3 separate regions of the Pan troglodytes genome follow, and regions 1 and 3 are each linked to region 2. Evidence: chromatin contacts called from public Hi-C data. All regions are on one chromosome and are shown on one strand. The core of a region is the stretch at or near the end of the contact, and the rest is flanking DNA. Distances in the headings are between cores, read along the strand shown. Region 1 holds the start of MBIP (MAP3K12 binding inhibitory protein 1). Region 2 holds the start of SFTA3 (surfactant associated 3). Region 3 holds the start of PAX9 (paired box 9).

The links. Hi-C and Micro-C count contacts between places; a contact is called where the count stands out from the background.
Region 1: a contact with region 2 is called in a Hi-C map of stem cell-derived neural progenitor cells, with 4 times the contacts expected there. The contact joins the promoter of MBIP here to the promoter of SFTA3 in region 2. A contact is called at or near these places in 1 of 7 Hi-C or Micro-C datasets (stem cell-derived neural progenitor cells) and 1 of 1 datasets of contacts at active chromatin or transcription factors (stem cell-derived excitatory neurons).
Region 3: a contact with region 2 is called in a Hi-C map of induced pluripotent stem cells, with 4 times the contacts expected there. The contact joins the promoter of PAX9 here to the promoter of SFTA3 in region 2. A contact is called at or near these places in 3 of 7 Hi-C or Micro-C datasets (induced pluripotent stem cells and stem cell-derived neural progenitor cells) and 1 of 1 other capture datasets (stem cell-derived neural stem cells).

What each region holds. Positions count from the first base shown.
Region 1 is chr15:34,551,411-34,555,429 of NHGRI_mPanTro3-v2.0_pri, reverse strand. It overlaps MBIP (MAP3K12 binding inhibitory protein 1), which reads left to right and starts at 2,156. Exons shown (of 9, transcript XM_009427698.3): 1 at 2,156-2,442. The coding sequence starts at 2,314. It overlaps LOC129137059 (a long non-coding RNA gene), which reads right to left and starts at 2,151. Exons shown (of 6, transcript XR_008539213.1): 1 at 1,996-2,151.
Region 2 is chr15:34,741,398-34,745,569 of NHGRI_mPanTro3-v2.0_pri, reverse strand. It overlaps SFTA3 (surfactant associated 3), which reads left to right and starts at 1,408. Exons shown (of 4, transcript XM_003952476.6): 1 at 1,408-2,207. The coding sequence starts at 2,166.
Region 3 is chr15:34,890,031-34,894,239 of NHGRI_mPanTro3-v2.0_pri, reverse strand. It overlaps PAX9 (paired box 9), which reads right to left and starts at 1,853. Exons shown (of 5, transcript XM_063792837.1): 1 at 1,600-1,853; 2 at 179-805. The coding sequence starts at 1,603.

The DNA of each region.
Region 1 (4,019 bases), core at 907-3,406, 190 kb after region 2:
TTTTGTTATACATACATACACACATACAATATCTACAAATTTCTATTTTGAGTTAGCCCAAAGGAATCCAAATCTTTTCAGGCTACAAACTCTTCTATTTAAAATAGAATTTTCTATTATAGAACAAGAAAATGAGAAAAATTTCCAAAATGAAGGTAATAGGCATCAAGAAGAGTAAGAAAGGTCCTTAGAAAGAAGAAAGAATGCACAAAAGAGTTAACAAATTTTAAGTACTACTGGTTGAGTATCCCTTATCTGAACTACTTGGGACCAGAAGTGTCTCAGATTTCGGATTTTTTTTAGATTTTGGAATATTTGCATATATATAATAAGCTATCTTGGGGATGGGACCCAAATCTAAACACAAAATTCATTTATGTTTCATGTATACTTTATACACATAACTTGAAGGTAATTTTATATAATGTTTTAAATAATTCTGTGCTGAAACAAAGTTTTGACTACATTTTAACTGTGACCTGTTATGTCGGATCAGGTGTGAAATTTTCCACTTGTGGTACTGGCACTCAAAAAGTTTCAAATTTTGGATCATTTTGGATTTTGAATTTTCAGATTAGGAATGCTCAACCTGTACCTAAGTAAAGAATACTAAGATACAAGTGCAGGTCTGGATATCAAATCACAGAATTACATGGAGAAGCAATACACAGATCAAATGGCCATCAGTTAATTCTATATTAGAGGCTCAAAAGAACAAGTAAAACTTGAAAATTCAAAATCAATGATGGCAAAGAAAGGAATAGCAGCACCTTGTTAAAGACAACATTTTTAAAATATACAAAGCATATTCCCAAATGTGTTGCATATCAGTGTTCTCCATATTTGAAAAAACATGAAACACTTCAATGAAAACAAATGATCTGAAACTGATTGCTAATTTGGTACAAAACAAAAACTTACAGTTACCCCATTACAATGCTTGAATAAGAAGGTTGCTCAATTTGAGACTGGACATTGTGAAGTATTTTTCTGCCTGTAGAAATAGGCTGGAATGTCAGTTGTATATCTTGCTGCCAACAAGGGAACAGAAAAGATTTCCCAAGATTCTGTGAAGCCTGGTGATCCCATTTGTCTTTGGAAATGAAAGCCTAATTAAGAGACTCCCTAGGGACAGGTCAAAGGAGTTTTTATCCCCATCGTCCTTATCCTAGTTCCTTGATGCATTAGTCCTTCCCTTTAATTTAGTCTACCCTAAAACTAAAGAATACACATTGTGCAAGTTTCCACCTTTGCTTTCTCTACTGTAAATGCATTAGACTATTAACAGAATTACGAGTTTTAAATCCCACCTTCCTTATCTCTAAGCTGATGTTGATTTCTTAAAGTGTTTTTGAATAAAGCTTAACACTAAAAATTATTGTAATACTTTAATTGGATAACACTTTTTAAAAATATCGGAGTCTGACTAAAAGATTACAAAACCCCACAAACATCGTTATAATAAAGCTATTATGATAAATAATACTTTGTAAAACTTGAATTCGGTTTTATGTCCTAATTTCAAAGATTGTGGTTGCATGATATTATTTATCCAGGTTAAATTCCTGTTGGAATTATATTGACAGTGTTTCATTTCTTTGAAACAATTTTAGGGTTAAGCGTCTCTACAGTTAAAACAGAGAATATCAACTGTAGTCCCAGTTACTCAGGAGGCTGAGGCAGGAGAACCGCTTGAACCTGGGAGGCGGAGGTTGCAGTGAGCCGAGGTAGTGCCACTGCACTCCAGTCTGGGCGACAGAGTGAGACTCTGTCTCCAAAACAACAACAACAACAACAACAAACTTGAAGAGATGAAAATGTTCTATCCAATCATGATAATTCCGTGTGAGTTTTCCAATGTTTAGAAACACGTGTGGGCACCACTCCATCCCTGACCAGCAAGCTTCCTCCAGACCCACTCCACACCGCCATGTTAAAATGTCAACTTTTACTTTTCGGACTCAAACTACAAAATTTAACCATGTCTCCTCTTACCAAGATTCACAATGAACATCTAGGAGTCAAGGTAGGCTTCATAACGCTAAAGAGACCACGACTCTAAAGACCACCCCAAACACAGTATTCCAGCCTAGCTTTGGTCTGCAATTACCCACTTCAGAGCCTCGGCGCAATGTCACAGCGGCAACTGATTGGTGTAACGTGCTTGTCATTCACATAGAGAGGGTGGGGCCTCAAAGCCCGATCTAAACGAGACGCCGTGTCTTACGTCATCGCCAAGCGACTAAAGCTGGAAGGGAGGGGGCGGGGTTGTGAGCAAACCTTGGTGGTGGTGGGGCGGCCTGAGAAGATATCATGGCTGCTGCCACGGAGCTTAATCGCCCGAGCAGCGGTGACAGGAACCTGGAGCGAAGATGCAGCCCCAACCTCTCCCGAGACGTGCTCTACGAAATCTTTCGCTCCCTACACACCCTGGTTGGACAGGTGAGAGGTGGCCTGAGGGACTGGGAATATGGAAACCATCCGGTCCCTCCTCGCCATTCTTTTTCTCTAGCAGAGGCCGGGGGCAGCTAGGCCTGCAGAGGTGTGGGATGCGGTCCCGAAGCCGAGGTGTGGAAGGAGCCCGGGCCCAGCCTCCTCGGTCGGAGTGAGGAGGACGGCGGTACCGGTTGCAGAGTCGTTTACCTTGCAGCTGTCCTCCCCAAGAGTGGGTGAGGTTGGCCTAAGTGAAAACCCGGCTCCGAGAGAGGCAGGCTTGGAGAGAATGAATGTGGAAAAGCTTCACTGCGAGTTTAGGAGGCGCTTAGCGTTCAGGGTCCTTTTTCCTCCAACTTACTCTTTATGGGAATTGGTTGGTCAGTAGGCCTGAGATTTATAGAAAAGCGCGCGCTTATTAGCTTTTTTTGGTGGGGGAGGGAGTAATTTGTTCTTATGAGTTACTTGGTTTTGTTTATTTCTTTTTTCCTTCGGGCTGTTTTGCGCATCTATAATCCTTTCAAATGGGGAGAAAAGTAAAAGGAATTCATTTAAAATACTTCTAGCGTAAAGTTGGATGAGTTATCCATCGTTGATGCTGTTTGCGTTAGAACTGTCGTTATTTAACTATTAACTAGATTAACTGGCAGATAAATCGCTTTTGCAGAAATGTCATAGTAAAATTGGTTTTAAATTGAAGTGGGCTTCTTCTTCTTCGATCAAGTCACTGTTTCGTTTCATGGTGTAAAATTCAAGTTTTAAATGAGAAACAATTTAAAAGTATGCTTGTTTACCTGCCTTTTAAAAGGAAATATTTTCTATCTTACATAGACCATTTTCTAGCCGTAAAAGTTTGTTTTGGGGCTGGTACTAGCGCAAGTGGACAAAGCAGGCATTTGTGTCAAAGATAATGGTAAATTCCTATGAAAATAGAACATTTGTCTGATTTGTGAAAATTATTTTTAAAGCCTTGAGTAGATGGAGAATCAGTCTTTTAAAAAGTTACTATTTTTAAAAATCGTAGTATGTTGTGTCTTACAAAGAACATTACTGTAAGTTAAACGGTTTTATGTAATGACGCAGTTATTAATGGAGTCTGCTTAAAGATATAACTTTTAAATTCAGTTGTTTGCCAAGTACTTACCAAAAACATTTTTTAAAGACTTGGGGTGTTTTGTTATTAACATTCCATTCTTGAGACCCAAGACGTTTAAATGGTTTAAAAGTTAGAGAACTTTTTATGGCGACGTTGGAACTTAAGTTTATTTATTTTATAATGTCAAGATGAAAAAAGTTTATGCTCACCTGTTAACAGAAGATGGAATATTTTAAAAAAATACTGAGCAATGATTTAAACATTTCTTTTGAAATATTTTGCATACTGAATTTTTCAAACTCATTAGAAAATTTTAAACATTCAAGTACTGTACAAGTAAAGAAGTGATTACAATTTACTTATGTCACCTGTCAAAAATGTTCACAGTAAATATTTGGTTACTTTACCATGACACAGTGAAGGGACTTCCTATACAAGTGTCAAAAATATGATTGTTTCATCAATTAAATACAAACTGTTTTCATAATAC
Region 2 (4,172 bases), core at 159-2,658:
TCTAGGCCTGGAAGTATTGGATTATGGGCAATTGATTCTTATTTGGCATGTACTCACTTCTCGCCCAGGTTTTCAACTTTCTTTTTCTTCCTCTCTTCCCCTCTCTCATTTCGTTATTCGTCTGCATCTCTTCCCAATCCCTCTCTCCCGCTCCCCCACCAAGAGCTTGTGAGGAAAGCAGACTGGCCGGAGTCCTCGCTCCGGGCCCAGCAGTCCTCTTTGTTAACTTCCTGGAGCCTCCTCTGGCGTGGTGCCTTAAGACTGTGGGCTAGGCCGGGCTTTCTCCCTCAGAAACCTGGGCCTCACTGCTGAGGCACAGTTTCCAACAGCCAGAGGGACTCGAAGATTCCCAAGACGATGGTTGGGTCTAGTGAGAGTGCTGGTTGGAAGGCGGGGAAGGGAGATTTTAACAGGTCTCACGTTTTGGAAAACAAACAAAAAACCGTAAATTTGACCACTTGCGTTGGAATGGTCAGCTGTGGTTCCGGGACCGGGAGTGTAGGTGGCTAAGGCACCCAGCTCAGGCCGGCCGGGCAGGGGACATGGATACTGCAGCTGCTGTTTGGCTCTAGGTCCGGATCCCATGGAACTGGAGCTTCGCTTAACCTGTCCCAGCCTAGCTCAAGCCCGCGCGGGGACCTGGCTGGCGGTGCCCGGCTGTGGTTCGGGCGGCTGCCCCGCACCCCATTCTAGCTGGGAGCAAGCCTTTGGGAGTCACAATTTTAGTAGGCTGTGGTACCCTCGGCCTTATCATCTTTGCACTGGATAGAGTTTCCATCAAATACATTCTTCTCCTCGCCGTCTACAGTCGGCATAGTTTGAAGTCTGTTTACTTGTCCCGGGGAAAGGTGAACTCAATCGGGTTTGCGGACCGAGACAAACAGGACCTCAGCCTCTTTCTCGCCATCAATCGCGCTGGCTCCATCCGCTCCCGCTCCCGGCTAGGGGAATTGTCGCAGCTGCGGGAAGAGACCTAGAACGCAATCTGAAGCGTTTCATTAGGGAAATAGGTGCGCGCTGGGAGCAGTGCAAGAGGGTTCCGCAACCTGGGGACACCCTCCGCCCCTACAGCACCGTCGGCTTCTGGAAAGCCGACGGTCCTCCTTTCTGGGAATCTCCTGCATCAACTCGTGCCCAATTTCTGGCCTCCCCTCTCGGAGAAATCAGCATTCTGAGGATGCCCCTGGCGCTGAGGTGCTTGGAAGCTTCCGAGGTTTGGGAGCAAGTACAGTTCACCCCGAGATCACCGCGAAGCTTTGCCTCCGCCAAAGTACCCTACCCATCCCTAGGCCCCAACGGCTGAGAGGAGTGGGGGAGATTTTGCACACTGCACCCCCCTTCCTCCTCTCCCCACCCCCACTTCGCCATGTAAACACGAGGACTTTCTCGAGAGCCTTGGAGAGCCGCTCTAGTGGCTTCGGGCCCTGAAACCCCAGGCTGGGCTTTTTTGATGTTTAGCATCCCAAAGCGGCTCCCCACCCTGGCCCCAGCCTGGGAACTGGGAGCTGTGGGCCGGAGAGGAAGGAAAGCAGCTCTCTCAGCTAGCGAGGGGGTCAGGGACTGGGCCAAGCTCAGAAGCGAGGAGAAGAGCGAGACAGAGATGCTCTGAGCAGGGGAGACAGGGATCCCGGGCTGCTGCCGCTACCAACAAGGGTACACACTGCGGTCCTCAAGGCCAGGAGGGGGGTGGGGGCAGGCAATGCCTCAGCCAACAGGGCAGCGGCTCGGCCCTGCTGCTGGCCCGGTGGGAAGTAGCCTGGGGCCCCGCGACTGAAATCCGAGCCAGGCCTGGGCAGTCTCCGCTAGAAACGCTCTGGGCGCGCACTCCTGGAGACGCGGAGGCCCGGGCGCTCCAGACCAGTGTCCTTGTAGGAGGCTTCTTCCCGAAGCTTAGAGTTTGGCCTTTCATAGGGAAAGACTTGCTCGGGAGCCTTCTAAGGGATTTTAAATCTTCCTGGGCCAGGGCTAGGGAGCTCTAGTGACAGTGTCTTGGTCTGGCATCCAACTCTCCAATTTTGAGGCCGCAGGGAGGAATTCTGAGACTTTAGAGGCCGCACAGCCTTCAGCGGGCTCACCGCGTCCAGGCGTCAGTAAGGGGCTATCTCGAGGCGCGAGTGCACAAAAGGTAGCGCGAGTCTCTTCTCAGGCGATCCAGATAAGAGGAAATGAGAGCCGGGTTTTCTGACTTCCAACTCATTAGGGACCAGGTAAGGTCAATGCTTTCTCTATTATGTCTTTATCTTAAAAGCGGGTCAATTTAAGATAAGGGAAAAAAAATCCAGGATCTGTGTGAACCGTGCTGATAAAGACTGACCCCTTTTCTGAACTAAAAGCAAGCCAGGCAGACATTCATTTTCTATAAACAAGAGAGTTGTGAGAAGCTGCCTTGAATTCTGATCATATGTCTCCAGACATCGCTCTCCCTTCCCTGCTCCCCACCCCCCAATTATTAGCGCGAGGAAGCAGAGTAGGCGATTTTATTTGTGGAGAACTAGAAAGCCCATTGGGAGATGAGACTCTGAGATGATATGATTCTTAGGCATGGGTTACTGGCTTGTTTAGTTCAACTAGGACTTTCTTTTTGAATGGAAAGAAAGTGACAGACACGGGTATTGGGAGGGAGGAGGCTGAATGTTTTCTCTGCTCGGCTAGATCCTGGTTAGGAGACGCTGGACACCATGTTCCTCTGGCTCTCCCTGCCTTCTGGCTGACGCGTTCCTCTTTGTGCAACTGTGTTTCTGAGACGTCAGGCCACCCTCTGTGGGGCCCAATTTGGTAGCTTACCTCAACTTGGAGCATAGAAAGTTTTCTGGTGCCCCTTTGGCCAGTTGCTTCTAGAAGGGGTATCTTATTTTCAGTCACCCTCTCTGGAAAGTTTGTCCACCCAAGCTGAGGGAATTGGATATGAATGGGAGTAGATGAAAGTAAGTTTTATTGAAGGGGGTCTGCATATGCCCTTATCCTCACCTCATGTAGTTGTGTTTCTGAACTTTCTTTAATGAATCTCAAAGGAACGGAAAAAGAGCAGGTTCAGCAACTTGGCAGCACAGCTTTTGCCTCAGCTGAAGCCATAGCTGAAGTGGCTGGCTGCATTTCTCTCTGATAGTGACCTAATGCCCAACTTGGTGGGCATCGAGGCATGATCCTGGGCTCCTGCGCCTCTCCTCGTTTGCTAATGTTTCCCGTTTGACCTCTGCTTCGTAAGCATTTATTACCCTTGTTATTATGAGTTGTAGCAAAGTTTTGGAAAGGGTGAGATTTAAATTCATTTTCCTGTTTTATCTATTTTTGTTATTTGCAGGACCCTTCAACATAAATTGATCACTGTTAGTGCTCTGCCTGAAATATAAATAAAACATAACATAAATGTGGCAGGCAAAGGACTTGTTAAAGAAAACTCTTGCCTCCCACCTAAAATCCACATCTGATTCTGCCTACTCTGTAAGTGATTGCACACAGATTTCTATGTATATATGTACGTGTGTATAGAGGTATATATACATATGTATCTATCTTATACACATGTATATATACATATGTATCTATCTTACACACATATATCTATTTTATAAGATATTCAAAAACTGTAATATAGAATTCTCAGAGATTTTACAGAACCTGTTAGATGCAAGAACATTGAATAAATTCACTACCTCAATTAAGGTGTCTCATGAAAAAGTTTCCCTGAAAAATTCAAATAGACCAAAACCCTTTAGTTTTACCCACTTTAAGTCAGAATATTTATTTATTGTCATGTGAAACTCTGGATAACTAATTATGTTTTAGGAAATTTTAAAATTTGTTCCTAAAGAATTTGAACTTGGTGTCTGAGACACAGCTGTGGATAAGACTTTTTGAGACATTCTATAACAACAACAAAAAAATTGTCCCTTGCCGAACTTATATTATCCATCTATAAAAATCATTGGTATAAATACTACCGCCCTGGGGCAACAACAGCAACAAACAAATGAAAACTGTTTCTGCTCCGCATTTGTTGCAAACGTCCTCTTGATTTCAGACTTTCAGCCTTCACATAGTAGTGGAAATAAGAATGCAGGTCTGAGTGTTGTCTGACAACAAGGAAAAAGACAAACTTTTTTTCTTCTCCCTTTTCCCCTCTATTTCACACATTTCTGGAGAATCCGGTCTTTGATTGTTAGATCTTGCTG
Region 3 (4,209 bases), core at 604-3,103, 150 kb before region 2:
GCATGAGTTTCAAGTTAATGAGATCAGAACACCCCCTAGGAAGACTCTTTACGTTTCCAAAGGAAAAAGCCTCAGGTGGTGGGAAAGACAGTGTCCCTGAGGCTGCAGATACTGGGACCTCCGCGAGAGTGCGGGGGCAGACGCTGCACATCCACACGCCCAGCCTCTGAGCCCCTACCTTGGTCGGTGATGGAGCGGATGCCCAGGATGTCGGTGACGGAGTGCGAGGAGGGCCAGGTGCGCGGCATGGCCACCGAACCGGGGATGGCAGGCACCCCGGGTGGCGTGGGCACCTTGGCGGCCGCCGCCGTGATAGGGCTGGGGTACGAGTAGATGTGGTTGTAGGGGAGCGCCGGCTGCGGCGTCGGCTGGTGCTGCTTGTATGAGTCGTAATGACCCTGCTGGGCCAAGTTGCCGATCTTGTTGCGCAGAATGCGGCTGATGGAGCTCACGGAGGGCACATTGTACTTGTCGCACACGCCGTCCGCCAGCAGGCGGTCCCGGATCTCCCAGGCGAAGATGCCGGGGTCTCTCTGCTTGTAGGTCCGGATGTGTTTCACCACGGTGGGGGTAGTGACCCGGGGCTTGCTGCCCCCGATGGCTCCTGGCAAGATCGAGCCCGTCTCGTTGTATCGCGCCAGGATCTTGCTGACGCAGCCGTGCGAGACCCGTAGCTGGCGGCTGATGTCACACGGTCGGATGCCCAGTTGGGCCAGTTCCACGATGCGAAGCCGGATGGCGTTGGGCAGCGGCCTCCCGTTCACGAACACTCCTCCCAGCTGGTTCACCTCCCCGAAGGCTGGCTCTGCAAAATGAACACACAGCGCGCAGGGACGCGCACCCGCTGCTTGGGACAGCCGCCTGCCACTGGGCCTCCCTACGCATCCGGGGACTGGGCGAACGCACCCGTCCCGTACTAACGACTGGGGCTGTTCCCAAACCATATGGTCCCTGAACATAGCCGAACGGCCCCAAACCGTCACGGTCCAATCGGACCCCCTCCCTCATTCCTGCCGTGCCGGAGGCCCCTACGGCCAAGTAAAGTGGTGAGATGCCGGGCCTCTCCCAGCGTTCAAAAGTCTCCCGAAGCAGGGGGAGAAATCGGTCTTGACGCCTGAACGCGCTCCTTCTCGCCTGCTCCTCACTAAAGTCCTTGAGCCGCTCCCTCTCTCCACCCATCCCATCCCCAGCGTTCCTTCTGGAGACCCGGCCAGTTAAACAAAGTCTAGGGGAAGCTAGAGGGTGTTTTATTTGTTGTTGTTTGTTTTCTTTTCTTTTCCTGTTTTGTTTGCATGTGTGCGCGCGTGTGAAACAAAACTTGGTTTGCTACTCGGGCTGAGGGGCTCGCTGATGCCACAGCTCCCTTCTCTTAAAATCAGAAAATGGCATCAACAGCCACCCAGTAGCCAGCGTTCACATTGAACTGCTGTGCGCCGCTGACCCTTAGCGTGTTTCTACAACTTGTAGGAACACGAGCAAAGTCAATAGAGAATGTGAGCGCCTAGTGGCGCGCGCCCTCGCGCTCCCTCCCTCCCTCCCTTGCCCGCTCGCTCCCTCCCTCCCTTCCCGGCTCTGACAGAGTCTCCCGCCGCCACTCACCCATTGCTCCGAGCAGTACACCAACCCGGCCCCAGTTCCGCACTCCAAGACAGAAACTTTCCGCACCGCCTCAGTGGCCCGGCCTGTTGCTATCCCGGCCGACCGCCGGCCCCTCCGCTTCTTCCCAGGAGGAGGAGGCGAGAGGGCAAAAGGAAGAAGTAAAAGGAAGTCTGTGCCCCGATGAAAGAGGCTTGAGTTCTGCATTTCAATCTAAGCAGCAACGTGGGCTGGGCTGAGCAGGGCAGGGCGGCTCCGTCTATCACTCACTGGGGACACGCCCTAAAAGGGGCGGGTCCGAGGGCAAGCTGCATGGTGATTGGTGCGGGTCGGTGAGCGACAGCGCAGTCCAGGAAACTCCTTCCGCTGTCTCTTTCAGGCTAGCTCCCCACCTGGGTGACTAAATACAATGAAAATGGGTGTTTGACATCTTCCCAGAAGCGGCACAAAAAGACAGCAAAATCAGGCTGGTAAAATGCTGAATAAACAAATGAAAGCGTTTGGTCTGCATATGAATGACTCGAAGGGGGAAGGGGCCCGAGGAGACCTCCTCCGGGGAACGATGGACATCTCAGAATTGAAGTTAAGGCTATAGGTGGGAGGCGGGCGCCACCGTGCACAGGGGTGAGGGAGTTGTCTTAGCAAAATCTGTCATGCGGGCCTCTGGGGACTGTCAGGAGAGGATCTGTGTCACCTGCCGATTCTACCTCACTTCAGTCCATGCCAGGTGGCGAGAGCGCAGGTGTGAGAAGATAGGCCGGCCAAAGAAACCAGGAGGTTGCGGGGAGCCCGAGCCACAGGTGGGGGCCACTGTTAAGGCCAGGGAGGTTCCTCCTACCGCCAGCTTCCTGCGGCGACCCCCCAGTCCAGGTGGACCGGCCAACCACTAGCCACACAGGCTCGAGGCACGGGCCACGCCGTGTGCGGGGAACTGAACCACAGGCGGCTAACGCTAGCGCACAGCCCCAAGTCGACCAATTGCCAGTGCGTGGGGCACTCACTACGGAGCCCAAGGCTCTGCCACATTCAGCCACTGTCCTGGGCCCCTGGCCCTCGGTGGCAGCGTTTGTGAGGGTTCTCCAAACCAGCGAGCCCTCTCGAAAGAGTTTTGTTTAAATATGAAAGAGACTTAGTCCCAAGACAGTGGACACCGACGCTGCACATGGATGTAATTCCCTCGTCTTCCGTTAAGCTGCCAGAGGCCCTGTGGTTCTGCCTACTTCTGAATTTTCACTTTTATTCACTGTAAGTCTAATCTAAAGTGTACCGTATGCTTTTTTGCAGCCAAAGTTATTAATATTTGCAGTTAGGGTTGTGGAGAATGTGAATCAAAATAATAGACAAGAGAAATATTTTCGTGAATTTGGGAGTTTGTACTGCTTGGGGTCGTGAACTCTGTTACTGCTACTTGACAATCCAGAAGGCTCCTTGTGCACACAGGATTCAGGCTGCTTCCCCAACAGTCCCCAGGGATGTGTGTGGCTGCGGTCTACACCCAGAGAAGCTGACTGGTCCCAGATCTCAGGTCAGTAAGTTGCAAGAACCCAGGAAAAAACTATGATCAGCCATGCTTCTGCAAAGGAACAGATCTCCAGATTCCCACTTCTATGGTTAGGATGCACTCTAAATTCAAAATTACCTAACAGAATGGAGGATGTGAAAGGTAAAGATGAACTAAAACACCACTCTTTAGAATCGGAATCTTGGGGGAAATCCCACAACTAGACATACTTGAACTTGTCCCTTTTTGTTGGTTGGTTTCAAATGTTTAAAATCTTCTTGAAGTTTGACTTGATAGCAATTTCACCCTGGTCTGACCTCCAATACCTGTTGGGTGACATCGTGTGGCACCGCCTGGCATTTTTACACAAGGAGAGCCTTCGGAAATCTAAAGATTTTAGAAGCAGCAGCTCCTTCTTAAGGCTGGTAGATAAATTAGTTGAGACTTTGCCGCATCGGAGGGGAGCTTATGACTCTGCCTTAGGCTTGCGGGAGGGAATGAACATGCCCGGCAACTTGATCAAGAAGGAATCCTCCTCCCCCCTCACAGACAGACAGTGACTATCGACCTCTGCGCCAAATCTGCTCTACTTCCGTGCACCCAGGGAAAATCTGCAGTCTGCAGGGCTGCTAGGCGGGTACAAGGATGTTCGCATACGAACAGGCAAGACCTCATGTCCCGCGGGGGGTCTGGGGACTCTGCGAGAGCTTTAGCAGTTCTGCAGCACCAGCCTAGACTGGTTCAGAAACTGATATGGTTTAGAGCTCTGGTTATATGGAGGTAACATACAACTCCCTCTTGTTCCTACCAACTCCTTCAGCTACCACACATCTCCCCAGTTCTCACATAGGTTCAATGCCATCTCTCCCTTTCCACCTGCTGAACTTGGCTGTGACCATGTGGCCTCAGCTGCTGCGGATCCCCTGGGCGTGCCAGGGGTAGCAACTCAGTGGACAGGGGGCCTGTCCGCAGCTCTGGCGGCTCCCCGCAGGCCCCACTCATGCCGGCGGTTGCAGGTACTGGGTGCTCTTGGCATTCTCAAGAGCGCAGGAAGAGTCAATTTTAGGTGTTTTGGGCCACTAAGTATCCGCGGCAAGCCGAAGACCCCGCTC